Regions from separate parts of the Mus musculus genome. Here all the other regions are linked to region 1. Evidence: chromatin contacts called from public promoter capture Hi-C data. All regions are on one chromosome and are shown on one strand. The core of a region is the stretch at or near the end of the contact, and the rest is flanking DNA. Distances in the headings are between cores, read along the strand shown.

The links. Promoter capture Hi-C pulls out the DNA fragments that hold promoters and counts their contacts.
Region 2: a contact with region 1 is called in a promoter capture Hi-C map of pre-B cells, with 4 times the contacts expected there. The contact joins the promoter of Paip2b here to the promoter of Fam136a in region 1. A contact is called at or near these places in 2 of 39 promoter capture datasets (cranial neural crest and pre-B cells) and 1 of 115 datasets of contacts at active chromatin or transcription factors (astrocytes).
Region 3: a promoter capture Hi-C map of neutrophils shows a contact between it and region 1, with 2.8 times the contacts expected there. The contact joins the promoter of Mgll here to the promoter of Fam136a in region 1. A contact is called at or near these places in 2 of 39 promoter capture datasets (neutrophils and pre-B cells).

The regions. Positions count from the first base shown.
Region 1 is chr6:86,364,367-86,366,931 of GRCm38.p6, forward strand. Fam136a (family with sequence similarity 136, member A) reads left to right here and starts at 1,280. Exons shown (of 3, transcript NM_025591.3): 1 at 1,280-1,453; 2 at 2,244-2,384. The coding sequence starts at 1,367.
Region 2 is chr6:83,830,447-83,833,011 of GRCm38.p6, forward strand. Paip2b (poly(A) binding protein interacting protein 2B) reads right to left here and starts at 1,295. Exons shown (of 5, transcript NM_146169.2): 1 at 1,189-1,295; 2 at 825-882. The coding sequence starts at 853.
Region 3 is chr6:88,723,133-88,725,697 of GRCm38.p6, forward strand. Mgll (monoglyceride lipase) reads left to right here and starts at 1,280. Exons shown (of 8, transcript NM_011844.4): 1 at 1,280-1,439. All of the region lies in intron 2 of Gm26588 (a long non-coding RNA gene), which reads right to left.

The DNA.
Region 1 (2,565 bases), core at 30-2,529:
CCATTCAAAGTACTTGCAAAGCACCTGGTCTGTTGGGTGACCACTGCCATCGCCCTGGCTCCAGCTGCTCCTGGAAGATCCCTGTAAGTCCGGCTTCAAGTAGTGGACACATTTTATCCCCAACCCTGGTATCTGAGAGAGGGAAAGCCCAGCCATGGAGGAACACAGCTTTTCTCAAAGGACAATGGGTTGTGTGGCTTTTCCTACCCTCAAAACAGAGCTAGCCTGCCATCTAGTGGCGAATCACAGCAAGTGCCTAAAATCTCAAGCACTCTTCACACGCTAGTCTTTTTTTTTTCGTTCCAGGCTATTCCACAAAGCTTCAACCTTTTTTTTCTGTTTTGCCCTCTGAAGCTTCCCGTACCTGCCTGTCATTCTTTTCCTTCTCCAGAGTGCCAGGCAAGGGCCTTCTAGTTCAATACAAAAATTCAATGCTAGCTCGCCGAGAGAGATTTCCCGAAACACTCGAACTTTCCCTTATCTCTATGGGACCACTTATAGCCCAAGCTCTTCTAACGCAGCCTTTAGTAGCCCTCTTCCTAACCTAATGATGCTCCCCTCTGCATCGGCCCATGGGAAGAAGGGACCACTTGTGTTTCAGAGATGACTGCATAAGACAGTAGAAATGGGAACACGAGAGCACATGGCTGACAGAACCAATCCATTCAGAAACAGCTCGCCCTTACTCAACGGTCTCGCTATCTACAGCCCCTCCATACCCCCACACTACTCTTGAGACAATCTAGAATACCGTACCCTTTACTCGCAGTAACTAGTAACTCGGCATAAATGTTCACCAGCTGGGGAATTGACAAAGCAAATTGTGGTATGTACATTTAATGAAATTCTGTTCGGCAACAAAAAGAAACCAAGACAAAGATAGCAATAATAAAATCTGATCGAGCTGTACAAGAGCTGCTAATTACATTCGCTTTTTTAAAATTGGGATTGACAGAGGGAGAGAGAGAAAGAGAGGAAGAAAAGAAGTCAGACGACGAAGAGATCTTTGGCCACCAAAAGCCTGGCTCCACGGAAGAACCAGCGGCGCGCCCGCTGTCTCCTGCCTGAAGTTGCTTAACCTAGACGCCAGGGGGCGATGAGGATGCGGGAACGGGAACGCTTACTGAGGACAAGGGCGCAATGGCCAGGGGCCAGGGCGAGGTACTCGGAAGACTGTGCGGTGACTCGGTGGGGGGTCGGGCTCAGCGCAAAGGGGCGGGACTCACTAGCTAGGGGCGGGGCGCAGCCGAGGGCGGGGCGAAGCCGGAGGGTGGGACTCAGTGGCTTGAGAAGCCCGCACGGGCGCAGGGGGCGGGGCGCAGCGGGTGCACACGCGGGCGCCGGCGCGGCTGAGCTCAGGGTCGCCATGGCGGAGGTGCAGCAACTCCGAGTGCAGGAGGCTGTGGACGCCATGGTGAAAAGTGTGGAGAGAGAGAACATCCGGAAGATGCAGGTAGCGGCGCGGTCCGGCGCCCAAACGGGATTGGAAACTCGGGCGGGGGTGGCGCGGTGACGTTCGAGCTCCGGGCCTCGCGTGGGGCGGTTTCCTCCCACCTGGCCTCGGTGACGAGCGTTCGGCCGCCCCTGAGGTGATCTGGCGCGAGGCTCGGAGGGACCGGCCCAGGAGAACCACCAGACCGAAATCCCTTCGGGCCGTCCTGCGCTGATTTAGATGCCACGAACCCTGAACGCCCGTGAGCGTGGGCCCCGTCTCCCTCACCCTACTGGCCTCGCTTAACTTCACCCCTTAATCACCCTCTACTGTTTCGATCGCCTTGTGGGGCGTTGACTAGCCAGGCCGACCTCTGAACTCTGCTACAGAAATACAAAAACTGATTTTCAGAACGTGGTTTCTTCCGGTTCAGTCTTGGGTACATTATCTTATCAGTGAGCTCATAGCAGCACACAGGGTCTCTTTTAACCCAGGTTGACTTCCAACCCCCGATCTTCCTGCCTTCACCTTTGGAGTGCGAGGATTACAGGCATGGGCCACCACCCTGGCTTTGTGCTGTGCGGAATGGAACGCAAGGCTTTCTTAGAACTAGCAAGCGCGCTCCCAAGAACATATATCCCCATCCTACAAATGTTAGGCCTGGTAACCGTCCCAGTCTTACGAAGTCCTGATGATACGGCGGGAAAAATAAAACAAAACAGGTAGAGAAGCATGGCCTCCAAGGCCTTGTCCTTCGAGAGCTGTCCTCAGAGTCTTTCCAGTCTCACCAGGCTCTGTCTTCGCTCCCCAGGGCCTCATGTTCCGGTGCAGCGCCAACTGCTGTGAAGACACCCAAGCATCTATGCAGCAGGTGCACCAATGCATCGAGCGCTGCCATGCGCCTCTGGCTCAAGCCCAGGCTCTGGTCACCAGCGAGCTGGAAAGGTTCCAGGTCAGGAATGCCTCACAGCTCCCAAGTCCTTGAACAGCAGCTCCTTGGCAGGGGATGAGAAACACTCGTTCTGCCTTAGGTCCTGTCAACACTGGTGGGAGCCCTGGTGTCCGTGAGGGTTGATATTCTGGAAGAAGCCCTGGGTGTGCTGTTAAGTTGTGCTATATTTGCCACAGAAACA
Region 2 (2,565 bases), core at 45-2,544, 2.5 Mb before region 1:
CCACAGCAAAACACAAGGAACTATATACTGTTATGTGCTACAAATTGGATAAGAAAAATAGTAAAGTAAAGCTTACAAACTCCACAACAGTGAATCTGATGCTAAACTACGACTTAATTTTCCTTTTTGAAAACCAAGAAAAACAATTCCAGATATAAAGCCAAGAAAATGACAACATGAGAACAATGCAATTTTGGATATGGATAGATATCTTATTCTTTCTCCCTTTCTGCCTAAAGTACTAGACGTATTCCAATACTCAATGTCCTCTGGCTTCCAAAATAAAACCCCTATTGTCTAATACTCCTCAACTTCTAAAATCTCAGTTAAAACTATGAGTGATAAGCTAATTTATTCGCAGTAAACGTCTGGCATATTTTTATTTGGGTTTGAGACAGTGTGGAAGGCCATCTAGAAACATATGGTTAGAACCACCACAGGAAGCCAAACACTGCCATACTATGAGGTATAAACAAATAAATTCTCTGTAAAGATAATGCTGAAGGTCGCCTCTGGGCTGTTGTAATTCTCTCAGAGGCTGTGTGTGATAATCACATATATCCCGTATCTTACGGACGTCCGGGATGACCAGGCCCTTCCTCATAGTGTAAATTAGTGCTCTAAGCTGGGTCAGAATCCCGTTCCATCCCGTTCCACGTAACAGATTTCAAATTGGTTGCTGCTGGCAAGCCTTTCCACCTGCATTTTCAGCAGTTTTGAGCAAAAGCACTTTATGAGGACAATGATTCTAGAAGAAGAGTGGGATTAGATGGCATTGAAGGGGAGGCAGAGAGAGTTTAAGCAAGCCCATTGCAGTTCCGAACCTTGCGGAGCCTGTGTTCAGCGTCGTCATCTGCCTCTCGCCTTCACCCTTCCAGGTGCCTACAAAAAGCAAAGTGAGAGGTGTTAGTTTCCGGGGGAAATGAGGCTGAAATCCTGAGGTTGAGAGTGAACGTCTCAGAAGGCGAGAGAGAGGAGGGGCGCCAGGAGGCGGCAGGTCATACGTAGCAAGGATGGTGAAAAGGGATGAGGTGAGAGGAGCTGGCCCGCGAGCGCCAGAGCGTCGGACGGCCTGGGCCCGGGCCGCGCTGGGAAGGGGCTGTGCGCGCTCCCGGGCAGCCCGCGGGTAGAGGGGCTGTGCGCAGTCCCGGGTGGCCAGACGATCCCAGCCCCGACGCCTCAACCCACCTGGCCGCGCGGACAACGCCGCCCCGAGGTCCGCACCACAGCACAGCGCCGCCTCCTAAGAGCGCGAGCCTCGGCGCACAAACGCTCGAGGTACCTCGGCCTCACACGCGCGTCTCGCCCCGCCCCCCAGCGCCATTCATTGGCTGCCGGACAACGCCCCGTCCATCTATTGGACAGCAGAGAATGCCGCTCACTTACCTGGTTTTGATTGGTCTAAATGTGAAACAATGCCCGCCCAGCTCTTTCAGAAGTTCCAGTTTTTGATTGGTCTTAGCGTCTGTCCATTCGCTCCGCCCTCGATGGAGACTCCCAGCTCTGATTGGCTGAAGAAGCATTGGTCACGCCTAGATTTCCAGGCCAAGGATGAATCACCTCCATGTTGGGGAGGAGCCAGAGTGCAAGGACTCCGGGTTTGTTTACAAAGGCTTCTGCTCCCGCTTCATCCATTGGCTAAGCTGGAAGCCTGTGTCACTTGTCTAGATCACTTTAGAAAAGGGAGTAGGATTCAGGGATTTCCTCATCTGTCCATTAGTTAGAGATGAGTTTTGAGAGCGGGAATTTGCTTCTGTGTTAAGTCGTGAGGTTAAAAATTAGGACTATTTGGGAGATTGGAAGAACAGAAAGGGTTGCTTCCACGTTTTTAGAAACAAATTTGACATTTTCAGTCCCAGCAGGCTCAAGATTGAGGCAGGAAAATCACAAATTCCTCAGGGCCAGCTTGAGCTCATATTGCGACCAAGTCTCAGAAAAACAAGACACACACTCACATTCACACACACACACACACACACACACACTTGTTCTGTCCTTTGGGTTTAAGATACCTTGTATTAGTTAGTTTTATGTGTCAACTTGACACAAGCTGGAGTTATCACAGAGAAAGGAGCTTCACTTGAGGAAATGCCTCCATGAGATCCGGCTGTAAGTCATTTTGTCAATTAGTGATCAGGGTGGGAGGACCTGTTGTGGGTGCTGCCATACCTAGGCTAGTAGTCCTGGGTTCTGTAAGAAAGCAAGCTGAGCAAGCCAGGGAAAGCAATCCAGTAAGTAACATCCCTCCATGACCTCTGCACCAGCTCCTGCTTGCTGACCTGCTTGAGTTCCAGTCCTGATTTCCTTTGGTGATGAACAGCAATGTGGAAGTGTAAGCTGAATAAACCCTTTCCTCCCCAATTTGCTTCTTGGCCATGATGTTTGTGCAGGAATACAAACCCTAACTAAAACAATATCCAAATTTTAAGTTATGTCCATAAAAAGAAGATAGGATATTGATGGCTGGAGTGGTGGATCAACAGTTAAGAGCATTTGCTGCTATTGCAGAAGACAGGTTCAGTTTTCAGCACCTCATGGTGGCTTACAACCACCAGTAACTCTAGC
Region 3 (2,565 bases), core at 30-2,529, 2.4 Mb after region 1:
TGCTGGATTCCAGACTCCACAGCCACATAGGCAGCTGTGCTAGTGGGACCTGGATCCTGGGGCACCTAGGGGAAATGGTTTCATGCAGTGTGTGTGTGTGTGTGTGTGTGTGTGTTTGCTTGCAGTATGTCTGCTTCCTTCTCAGAGCTCTAAGCGCTTGTGCGTGAATGTCACGCATCTTTAGCTCTCTGGGTGTATATGGTGTGTTGTTTTTCTCTGTTGTGAACAAAAACATGGGGAAAGGAGCTACTTCTGCTGCTGAGGCGGAAAACTAAAGGGAAGCTGTGTCTGCTGAGATTAGCTGGCTGATTAAAGTTTCAGTACTATGGAGAGGTTGGAATGTTCCAGGTCCAGAGGCAAATTACTTTATTTTGGGCTAAGTTCGGGCCCTCAGGAACAGCCATTTCTTTCTTGCCCCTCTTTGTTAGAACTAACTTCTTGAGGCAATAGATGAACACTGTTTAACTATTGATTTAACACGATAGTTAGCTTCTACAAATCCAAAAGTTAGCAATGCTATCAGATAGCATTTTGAGCCTATAGGAACACTTTCCCATTTCACTGTTACCTGACTCTCTGTTGTACCCACCAATGTATTTTAAACTTGCCTTGATATACGGCTTTATCTGTTCTGTAAAACTATTTTAAAAACAAAACAAAACAAAACAAAAACCAAAAAAACCCAAAAAACTTCCCGAAACTGCTTTCACATAGGAACATGGAATTAGGGGTAACTTAAATCTGTGTTTCCAGCTCATGGTCATTCAAAATGGCTCCAGAATAATCTTTTCCCCTGTAAGATGAGAGCTGTGGTTTCTGCGCTGACACTCACTGTGTGTGTGGTGTGTTGTTTTTATCTGTGTGCATGGTGTCTAGGGCGTGTGCGTCCATGCTGTGTGTTTGTATTCATGTAGTAACTGTGACATTCACTTGTACCTCTGTGTGTAGTTTGTATCTGGGGAAGGGTCCTGAGGATGTGTCCTTGTGGGTGTGCCTACACCTGTGCTATCTGAATGTGGGTCTCGCACGTGTGCAACTGTAAACATGTGCATGCAGTTCTAGTGAGCGTGTTTCTGCTCCGGGGACCAGTGTGAGGGTCTGTGTTCTCGACTGTGCGCATGGGCTGGAAGGGCCCCATAATTCGGTTCAGTGCCCCGTGAAGGTCCCCCACGCGGCCAGGAAAAGCGCGAGGCAGGTCGGCGGGCGATGCCCCGCTCCTCCCCGGGGGCCGGGCACACGTGGGGCCCCGGCGCCGCCTCCCCGCGCGTCCCCACCCAGCGGGCCGCCCCCGCCGCCGAGCGGCTGGGGATAAAGTGGCGGCGCAGACGCCGCGCCCTATCGCTGCGCAGCCGGCCGCGCGCAGTAGTCTGGCTCTAGCCCGCCGCAGACCCGGACCCGCGTGGTGCTCGGGGAACGTGACAGCGGCGCTCGTGGCCCGGGTAACTGCCTCCCGCCCCTGCCTCAGGATAGGAGCCGCCGCCAGGGGTCCCCTGCGCGCGTGTGCGTGCGCACGAGTGTGCGCGCGTGTCAGCGTGTGCGCGTGAACGCGCCCCTCGCGCCCTCGCACCAACCCCCAAACAGACTTGTGCCCGTCAACTGCATCTTCCCAGACCGGTGTGGGAACAACGGCCAGGTCCACGTCCTGTGTGGCGTGCCGATGACAGCCGCGAGGTTTCCTTCCCTAAGCGGTCGCGGGCGGGCAAGAGGCAAAGTTTGTCGGAGAATCGGGGTGACTTTGCTCGGGGACCCGCATCTGCGCGAATGCGCGGTGCCGCGGAGCGCGTCTCGCAGCAGCTCCGGGCTGGGGACCGGCTGTCCCTCGCTCCCGGAACCCCTTCAGGGGTGTGTTCTGGAAAAGTGGCGACATGAGCTAGAGCTGGAGCAGCAGGAGGGAGCAACTCGCACCCCTGCAGCCCAGGCGGGGAGGGCGCGGACCCCGTGGTGCTGCCCTGCGGCCGCGATGAGGGAACAGCCCTCGTTTGCCTGGCGCTGATACTCGAGGCTGTGGCGGTAGTGGAATGCAAAAGCCAAGACTAATGGAAACAGGTTTGTCATGGCATCTTTGGCATTCAGAAGGGAAAAATCGCTTGGGGCGCGTCACCTACTTATTATGCCCCCTGAAACCCGCACAGTGGAGATTTTAGGAGAGATGGGTCCTTGCAGCTGGGGCTTTGTACCCACGGAACTGACTGTAATTTCCGCTTGATTACAGCTAAAATAGTCTTTAAGATGAAGTTTCCTGAGATGATTTAAAATAAACACAGATGGGAGGGGGGCTATACTGAGGCACTTTAAAAAAATAAAGTGAGCATTTTCTTAAGGACAAACAGGACTTTTCAATCTTGAAGGGGTTTGCAAGAGATGTATGTAATTTTAAAATATATATATCAAATTGGGGTTTGGTGGGGTTTTTTTTGTTTGTTTGTTTTGTTTTTTGTTTTTTGTTTTTTGTTTAATTGCCTAGAAAAGAAGCCACAGCCACAGTCCTGACTCAAAAAAGGCTTTCTTTCCTCCCATATGGACATAAGTGTATTTCTGACTTTAGAATATGTCCACCTTTCTTCC